Linked DNA regions of Sus scrofa: all the other regions are linked to region 3. The links are chromatin contacts, called in public targeted proximity ligation maps. All regions are on one chromosome and are shown on one strand. The core of a region is the stretch at or near the end of the contact, and the rest is flanking DNA. Distances in the headings are between cores, read along the strand shown.

Region 1 (3,187 bases), core at 363-2,862, 110 kb after region 3:
GACTCGCAGAAGATAATCTAGTCTTAACTTGGAGACACTTAAAGACGTGCTTTTGATATTTATATGCTTTATTTTCACAGGCACTTTCTGTGGGTCAGAGATTTAAAGCTGTGAGCTTTCCTGCACACTGCAGAGTGGCCTGGTTTCTAGCTGGGGTCGCAAGCTCATCCTCCTGTCCCAAGCAGCCTTGCTGAGCCTGGTGGGGGGTGGGGGGAGGGGAGGCTGGCAGTGTGGGGGGAGAGCCGGCTCAGCCTCAGCCTCAGCCGGCCCCAGGATCCATCCCCTCGTGGGAGCCTCTGCAGGGCCTGCCAGGGGACTCCTCGCCTAAGCAGAGGCGCCCGCACCGGCTGCTGGTCACCCAGATCATTTTCTCCATCAGGAGGCGGTGGCCCGGCCGTGGGGCCAGGGTGTCCTGTGCTTAGAGGTCCAGGCAGACCCTCATCCATTTGGTCTGGTTGTCTCTAGCCGGGTTTCCGGCCCGCGTCCTGCAGTGGAACCCTCGGCAGTCTTACACGTGTTGGTCAGTCCTCCTTCCGGACCTGCTGGCTGCTTCCCGGGACACTTCCCCCTCACTGCTGCCCTGGGCGAGGACAAGGGAAGGGGACCCAGGGGGCCAAGCGGGGGTGGCGGCAAGGGCGGGAGGCACCCTGGCCGACTCCACCCCCGCAGGCGTCCTCCTCGTGGGCACCGGCCTGCGGTCCTCAGGGACGCAGCTCCCCTCTCCCCAGCCCCAGCTCCGCTCATTAGGGAAATAAGGTGTCTTCTTCTGTGTTCCACGTCCTGCTCTTCCCTGTGGCGGATGGCGGATGGCGCTGCGGCCGGCTGAGAGGGGAGGACAAGTTAGGGGAGCAAGTAAGAGTCAAGGAATGCGTAGTCTGCTCTCCACCTGTTGTTATTCTGGTCCCAATCAACCTGCTCGCCAGGCTGGAGCCAGCGGCCATCTGGAAACACTGCTCTGTTTATAAACTTGGCACGAAGCAGCACTCCCGGGCCTGACCTCCCACACGAATCTGGAAACAATTAGAGCCAGAAGACAGGCCGTCAGGGAAGCTCGGGAGGATGGGGGAGGAGCCTGCGGGGGAGGGCGCCCTGGAGGCCTGTCCGGGTGGGAGTCCCCGGGGGTGGGGGACAGCCCTGGAGGGAGGTTGTGTTGGGGGGGAGTGCCTGGGTGGAGGGGGGAGAGAAGTGGGGGTAGGGGAAGGACCTGGGTGGGGGGATGCCCGGTGGGGGAAGGGGCCCAGGGAGGGGTGGGGTGCAGGGAGAAGTGAAGGTGGGGGGGAGAAGGAGAGAAGTGGGGAGCAGGGGTAGGGACCCGGGCAGTGGGTCTTTGTAGCCCCCCAAGCCCCCGGCCTCAGCGGCCCCCACTGTGTGCTCAGAACCAGCCCATCGTGGACACAGAGAACGCAGGCTGTTCTGGCCTCTGTAAGAAAAACCTTGTACAGTCTCAGGTCATTTTTTTTACTTTCGGAAACATTCTTGAAAGGCACTTTTTAACCGCAGGGAGCTTAAGCAATGTGCCGTTTTGCTGCAGAAAAGCTGAGAGGTACCTGAAGTGCGGGGACATTTCTTTAAAAGGGGCAGTGCTGGCAGGCCCAGTGCAGTTGCAGTCTGTGTGGACCAGCGTCAGGCTTGGTGCCTCAGGGAGATGAATGAGTCGCTTCCTCTTCATGCAGGAAACACTTTTCTCTCTTCCCCGCGGTTTTGAAATGTGATTCCCAGCGCAGTGGATGCTCTTTTTGTGCTCAGCTGGTCTGACTCCTGCAGTATCCATCTGTGGGAGAGGCTGGCAAACCCAAAATTGGCACAATTAAAAAGCTCCAGGTCAGCCAGACGGCCGGAGGAGGGTCCTGCTCCTGGCCGAGCAGCCCGGCACCAGAGAGGCCTCGTCCTGGCCGTGGGTCTTGCTTGCTCCTGGGCTCGGGGAGCAGCGGCCGAGTGCGCGCGCCGAGGTCTCTGAAAACCAACTGCTGGAGCGGGTCGGCCACATCCTGGCACCCTTTCCTCTCGGCATCGTCTTCCCGGCCCAGCATCGTCCTCGCCGCTCCATGTGCTTGCTCTCACACGCCGCTGCTTTCCGTGTGCTGCTCGCTGCTCAGGACTTTCGAGGCCCCGTGGGGTGAAAAGACCCTGAGCAGAGCGGCCTGCAGCCGGGGTGGGGTGGGCTGGGGTGGGCTGGCCTGGGCTGGGGTGCACTGGGGTGGACTGGCCTGGGCTGGGGTGCACTGGGGTGGGCTGGCCTGGGCTGGGCTGGGCTCACACAGGTCAGGGGGACCCCTGGAGAGAGCCAGTGCCAGACCCTGAGTCTCCCTGCCAGCGGATTCATCTGAACTGTAAGAGAAAACGCCATGTTTACTTAACCCCTGTAAGCCGATCTCCTTGGTCTGAGAACTGACCGGGCAGCTAAGGACCCACATTCCTTCCACAGTTAATAAAACTTCATATTCTTCTCCGTGCTCATAAATTTAATTACACTCAGACCTACTTAATCTACATTTGTTTTTTTAGATTAAAAAACCCCAGCACCCCGATATGCAGCATAATCTTCATCTTTAGGTTAAAAGATGGAAATTGGAAATTTTGCTAGTTTTACCCTAAGTCATCTTGTCTCTTTACAATTTTTTGGCCTGGAGACGATAGAGGTGCACATGGACTTAGCTACACTTCTTCCCAAGATACTAACTTTATTAAAGCAAAACAAAGCACCCCCCCCCCCACTTAAAAAGGGAGCCAATCCACAGCCAGATCTGAGTTCACACAGGACCCTTTGTAGATTCTTTGAAATGTTGGCAGGGACTTGGGGTGGCACTTACTCCCTGAGACCGAGGGAGATGGGCGCTGCCTCCTTCTGCTTCCTTGGCCCCTCTCAGGGTGGCTTTTGAAAATTAGTGACAGGTCTGCAAATCGTGTTGCTCTTCGTGAAAAAAACAAATGTAGCTTCTCAGCTCAGGCACCCACTTTGGAGATGAGAGCCTGGAACCCCACATGGCAGTCTCCCCTTGTTGGTGGAACCTTGCCCAAACAGCATCTGTTCAAATGGTGCTTTCAACCACCTTCCCACTTTAATTAGGAGCACCAAGAGTCCTCTTGGTTAGCACATTAATTTTCATTTCTGCCTCTTGGGAGCCTCATAATTCCCTCTGCACAGACATTCCTGCGCCTGCCCCCCACCCCCACCCCCATCTTCCTG
Region 2 (3,068 bases), core at 534-3,033, 82 kb after region 3:
GAGAAAGGGTTTTTTCCTTTTCTATTTTTCCAAATCTGTGTGAAATAATAGGTGTTCAGGAAATGGCCATGATTTCACAATCTGTGTAAGTCATATACCATCAGGCTGTGTACCTTACTGCTGTATGTCAGTCAAGTCTCAGTAAAACTAGGAAAGTAGAAGAGGAAGATAAAGCTTCGTAACTCTTTCTTTTCGGGAGTATTTCCTGAGATACCTAATGTCTTAACACTTGCTAAAAATCATCCTAATCACATAAAAATTCAGCTGTGTCTCAATACGATAACAGTAAACAATCTGAAAACAAAGTGAAGAAAATTCCATTTATAATAGTGTCAGAAAGAAGAAAATCACTTAGGAAAAACTTAACCAAGGAAGTGAAAGACTCGTACACTGAAACCTACAAAACATTGCTGGAAAAAGTTAAAGACGTCAGGAATAAATGGAAAATATTCTGTGTTCATGGCTTAGAAGGCAACATTATTACTTACTTTAATAAATTTATTAAAGTAAGAATTTATTGTAAATAAATTGAATAAAATAGGTCAGTTCTACCCAAAGTATACCATGCAATCTCTACCAAAGACCCAGGGACTTTGCAGAATGAATAAACAAAGCGAGGCGTACACATCTGCTGGACTGGCATCCAGCCGTAAAAGGGATGAACTCCTGACGTGTGCTGTGATGTGGCCGAATCTCCAAGACGTTCTGTTGGGTGAAATCAGCGGACGGGAAAGTACAAATATCTCCTGATTTCACTGAGAGGAAGTATCTACAAGAGACCAAGTCACAGAGACAGAAAGCAGATGTCAGGCCAGGGTCTGGAGAAGGGGGCGGGGAGCTGGTGCTTAATGGGGACGGAGTTTCAGTTGGGGAAGATGAGATCGTTCTGGAGACGGAGGTGGTTACAACACCATGTGAAGGCCCCTGAACGGTGCGCTTAGAACAGGGAGTTTTATGTTAGGTTTGGCCACAGTTAGAAATTGTCTGTCCCTGCACAGGAACCCAGGACGGCCGTAGGATGAGGTCTGCCCGTGACCGCGGGGAGGCGGGTGTACTCCGAGCCCAGGGCGACGGTCTGGGGGGAGGCCACCGTGGCTTGGGAACCGTGGGTCATTCTCCATAAAGAGATTCACTCAGGGGAAAAGAATGAGCTGCAATTGCAGAAACTTTTCTTGAACACACGATTATTGTATTAAGTTCCCCCGAACCCTGAGCTCTTATTACGGGAGTGCTTTGCCCACGCCTGGAACTCTATCTTGTGGTCAAAAGGGGAAAATTTTGTTAAAACGTTGAGGATATATACTGCATACAGAGGGAAAGAGGCCAATTTTTACAAAGTGCCTCAAATCCTGTACACACTCGCTATTCCTGACCCCTCAGAGAGACTGGGCAGAACCATCGGCTTTGGCGGGGTGGCTTTTTTTGGGGGGGTTCCTTTTAACCGCAGGCGTTTGGGTTGCAAGTGGGCGGGGCTTATAAACACCCCAATTGCGGGAGCAAGTCCACGGAGATGCTGTTTCCCCTTTGTGATGATAATGTCGGGAGGGCCGGCCCTTGGCCCCCGAGGTGGTTGGAGTGCCTCTCAGAGGGAAGCGCTTCCAGCTCCGGGCTTTTCCGGAGCACATTCCCAGGGACTTGCTGGAAACCTTCGGAAACCGCATTCCTTCGGTCCCCGTTGAGCAATGCGATCCCTCGCAGCCAGAACGCCTCCCAGACCACCTCATCAGCAGCCTGGGAACGGAATGTGACCGGCGCGGGTAGCTCTCTGCGGGCGCGGGTCTCCTTTCCAGGCTGTGTTTGCAAAAGGAAGGAAGGGCTTTTCCTCTAAGAGAGGAGCCGGTCGGCCCAGCATGTCTCTGAGGGTTCGAACCCAACTCTGGGGACGAGGGAAGACAGTGACGTGGATGGTGCGCAAAGCAGGAGCTGGCCTGCGTGTCAGGTCAAGTGCTAGAAAAATCTACAGGACTCTTAGCCTAAGCTTTGGAAGTGGTCAAAGGAAATGAACTGCGAGAGAGTGAAATGGGGGTCCATGGTTTTTTGTTTTGTCTTTTTGCCTTTTCTAGGGCCACTCCCAAGGCATATGGAGGTTCCCAGGCTAGGGGTGTAATCGGAGCTGTAGCCGCCGGCCTACGCCAGAGCCACAGCAACTCGAGCAGTGTCTGCGACCTACACCACAGCTCATGGCAACGCCAGATCCTTAACCCACTGAGCAATGCTAGGGATCAAACCCGCAACCTCGTGGTTCCTAGTCGGATTCATTAACCGAGCCACGACAGGAACTCCCATGTTTTAAAATTCAGTGGGAAAAAAAAAAAAGGGAGGAAAGGAGGGAGAGAAAAGAATTAATTTTTGAAAAACAAGGCATGTGGTTTTGGACAAATGATTTACTTTATGACTGAAGCAGGACAGACCCACACAGAGTCCGTTGTTATCCTGGTGCACAGGGCCCGGACGGCTGGCAGGGAGCAGAGGCTGGTGGCCAGCCTTTGATTCTGTGCCCTTTTCAGTTACTTGGGTGAGTGCTGGGGAGGGGTGAGAAGGCGGGAGGAGAAGCAGATCTTTGAAGGTCAGAGATGCCACAGGCCTTATTTTTTCAGGTGTATATTTGGTCCAACTTCTATACAGTCAATTATCATGATTTCTTTCTGGACTAAGTCTGTAGACAGAAGTCAGAGATTTCTAGAAGTCGTTGTCAGAGCCCCATCAGGGCCTGAGGTGCTCCCTGTGGTTGGTAGCCTGATTTTACGATCTGCTTCTCAGAGAACTAATGGGACACAGCCAAGGGGGGGTCTGTCTGCAGAGTGACTGAGTCCAGTACTTGCTGGAAAGCACAGAGGCAGCTGCTTCTCTGTGTCCCCCCTCAGCCAGGGTCAGGGTTAGCGAAGCGGGGGAGGAGGAAGGCGTGGGCAGGGTGGGGGCTCGGCAGGGCCAGCAGAGGACGAGGCCCAGGACTGTCCTGTAATGAAGTCAGAGCCTCGTGAGCAGATGGGTCGGGCATCAGCATTCATATGGCAAAGAAATGAAGCAGGAAGGAAACCAAAGGAGTTGACTGAAGCAGCACTTCCCAG
Region 3 (3,288 bases), core at 60-2,559:
CACCCACAGTAGCCACTTTCTGTTCCAAATGCTTTTCCAATGTTAACTCGTTCCACGTGCACAAAACTGTACCAGACGACGCTGTGCAGATAAGGGCAGTGAAGCCAGAGGTGCTGCTGGTGTCTTAGCCATGAAGCAAGGTGGGTGCCGGGCCAGCTGCACCCCTTGTCTCACGTGGAGGTGGAGCTGCTCCTGGAGGCCAGCGGCTCAGAGTGACAGGGAGTCGGCAAATGCCAACCCTGCCTGGAGTCTGACTCTGTGGGTCGGGTGGGGGGAGTCTCGTGCACATTCCTGGGAGCTTTGGGTGGAGCTGGATGGGGACAGGGAGGGGATTTTCCTGCAGCAGGCTCCAGGGCACACAGTAGGTGGTGTGTTTGCAGCAGAAGCCTTGACGGCTGATTGGGTGTGGAAAGTTTTGACAATGGCAGGTGATGGATTTTAGGGAAATTTACTGTAATTTAGGAAGAAAAATTCTAGCCGGAAGACGTTTTTCTTCCACGGCTCACGCTTCTAGTCTTCAGCTGTGGGATCGTCCCAGAACCCACTGGGACGGAGCCTGCCCTCGGTCCTCACTGCAGAGGGCGCTCCCCAGCTGGAGAGGGACCTCAGTCTCTTAAATCAAAGTGGGACTCAAACACTTCTTAGGAAGGCAGCACCTGGTCACCCCCTGACTGGCGTGGGTCTGGTGGGAAGGTGCTCCCCCAGGATTGAAGAGGGCATTTCATACATATTTCAGCCCAGCAAGTCCCCCAAGATCTCATCTTCCTCTCTAACAGCAGAGCAAACGTCTGAAGAGCAAAAATCCCAGGGCAACAACCGTCTGAGCCGAATTTCCCTTCCCTCTGGCCGTTGTCGCCCCTCCAAGGGTTAAGCTGCGAGGAGCCTCCCCGGACTTCACGTCCGTGCTGGGGGGAACTATTAAATTACCGCTGGATGTTTCTGATCACGCTGCACACCAGCGCCTCAGCCCGGGCCTGGCAGCCACATGTGCCCGCGGCCCGCCCCGCCCCCGCCCACGGGCTCCTGGGGCCCCTCGGTGGCACCGAAAGGCGAGGCTGGAGCTGGTGCTGGCCCGGGGAGAGGAAACGGCAATAAACCCAGAGCGGGCGGCTTCCTGGAGCCAGGACGCCGGGGTCGGCTTAATTGCTCCGAAATGAAAAAGATTCGGGGGTTTTCAAGAAGTCCCAGAGGTGCACTTGCCAAGCCTCAACTATTAGGTTGAATTACAGCTTCCAATCCCGCCCGCGCCCCAGCCTGCCTCTCTTTCTCCCGAGGTTTGTGGACGGGGAAGGTGGGCGGGAGCGGGCGCCACACTGGGGCGCTCGCGGGCCCGTCGCCGGCGGGGAGCCCGGGCCGAGGGCGTGCAAAGTCTCAGCAGAGTCTTAGGCGAGTCTCCGAGGAGCCTTAAAACACACTAAGAAGCAGTGGCAGCAAAGGGAAGTGTGAGAGCAGGCCGGGGGAAGGGGTGATTTCAGGGAGGCGGGTCTGACTGCCCCAAGGGACCCCCTCACTGAGTGACGGGGTGGGCAGCCGGGTGAGGGCTGAGAAGGCGGGGCCTGAGGACCAGCCCCAGCGGGACACTGGCCTGACCATGCGGGGGCATTGCAGGGGCGGCAGGCTGGCAGCCCGGCTCCCTCGCGGCTGGGTGGCAGCCGCCCCAGGTTCCCAGGGCCGGCACTTCCAGGCAAAGCCCAGCTGACCGGGCGGGTCTGCAGCCTCACCTCCCATCCGCCCACCGGCCTCTGGGCTCCTTGCTGTTTTGTGGTTCAAAGGTGCTGGTTGTTGGGGGCGGGGGGGGGGGGCACCCACAGGTGCATTCCTCCTGGGTAATGGAAACTGGAAACCTTGGAAGCATTTGTAGAGAAAAAGGACAATGAGATCTATTTTGAGGAAATGGGCAAGAAAAGTGGTAGGAAGCCAGGGTATTGGAGATGTGGCATGAAACAGAGGAAATGCTGGGCCACTGAGGCCAAGATGCAAGGCCGACAGGAAACACTGGGAGCTGCCGCTGTGTCTTCATGTTCCAGCTCCTGGTGCGCAGAGCACTCGGTGGCCCTTGGAAGTTTGGGTCTTCCTGCACTCTCATGGGTGACCAAGCAAGGGTGACCAGTGCTTGGAGGTGGCCCTGCGCCAAAGGCACCATAGCCCAAGGATGATTGTCTTGACTCTGGCCTTCTTCTGTGCCTCTGCACTCCGTTCATGCCGTGGCCTCCCTAATGGGCCTCGCAGTCCCAAGTGGTTTTTGTTGGTGGGGAAGGCGGCAGCAGGTGTCCCTGGGGGTCCAGGCTCAGCACATGCTGTCTTCCTGCCTCCTTGCAGACACAGACACACATGGATGTCACACGATGGCGCTTGTTCCAGGCTCAGCCTGGTTTTACCTGGGGGGAGGGAAAGCACTGTGGGGGGTGTGGGTGGAGGGTGACTGGGGCACTCATGACAATGGGTCTCCCTGGGGACACAGGCTGGTGACCTCAGGGAGCATGGCCTCACTGCCCACGCAGGGGGCAGGGTCTCTGTGTCCTTCCCTGCAGTGGGGCTGGGGACGGAACCCAGAGTGACACCTGCTGCTGAGGGCTCATGGTGGGCCTTTCACTCACGCTGTTCCATATAAACTACAGAAACTTTCCTAGAGGCGACATACTGGTCTCATTCTTTTTTTTTTTTTTTGTCTTTTTGTCTTTTTTTGTTGTTGTTGTTGTTGCTATTTCTTGGGCCGCTCCTGCGGCATATGGAGATTCCCAGGCTAGGGGTTGAATTGGAGCTGTAGCCACCGGCCTACGCCAGAGCCACAGCAACTCGGGATCCGAGCCGCGTCTGCAACCTACACCACAGCTCACGGCAACGCCGGATCGTTAACCCGCTGAGCAAGGGCAGGGACCGAACCCGCAACCTCATGGTTCCTAGTCGGATTCGTTAACCACTGCTCCACGACGGGAACTCCTGGTCTCATTCTTTTAAATGACGGAACTAAGGCCCAGAAGTGTATCAGTTAACAGTGGCTGTTATGGCAGTGAAGCCTCTGAGTGTATAAAGGGGTAAAGATGACAAAGGTTTATTTCTCATCTGTTTAAATCCTGCATGGGTGTTCCTTCTGGAGGGACCAGCCTTGAGTAAGCCGGGCTGCTCCCCTGCTGCCCCCACCAGCCACCCTTCAGAGATGTGCTGCTTTACTTTGGACTTGCCATTTCCTTTTAAGGTGTGTTGTCCCCCACAGTAAGGCTGCTTTAAATGAAAATGGCATTTTAGACCTGGAAAGAACCATGGCAATAAATAGTCCAAACTCCGTAT

The links.
Region 1: a contact with region 3 is called in a targeted proximity ligation map of skeletal muscle. A contact is called at or near these places in 5 of 47 Hi-C or Micro-C datasets (fetal skeletal muscle, liver, retroperitoneal adipose tissue and 2 more) and 1 of 2 datasets of targeted methods (skeletal muscle).
Region 2: a contact with region 3 is called in a targeted proximity ligation map of skeletal muscle. A contact is called at or near these places in 9 of 47 Hi-C or Micro-C datasets (embryonic fibroblasts, fetal skeletal muscle, heart right ventricle and 5 more) and 1 of 2 datasets of targeted methods (skeletal muscle).

What each region holds. Positions count from the first base shown.
Region 1 is chr4:79,438,741-79,441,927 of Sscrofa11.1, reverse strand. No RefSeq gene overlaps it. Among named protein-coding and RNA genes, the nearest start is that of EFCAB1, 65 kb to the right of the region's middle.
Region 2 is chr4:79,465,051-79,468,118 of Sscrofa11.1, reverse strand. No RefSeq gene overlaps it. Among named protein-coding and RNA genes, the nearest start is that of EFCAB1, 91 kb to the right of the region's middle.
Region 3 is chr4:79,546,007-79,549,294 of Sscrofa11.1, reverse strand. No RefSeq gene overlaps it. Among named protein-coding and RNA genes, the nearest start is that of UBE2V2, 100 kb to the left of the region's middle.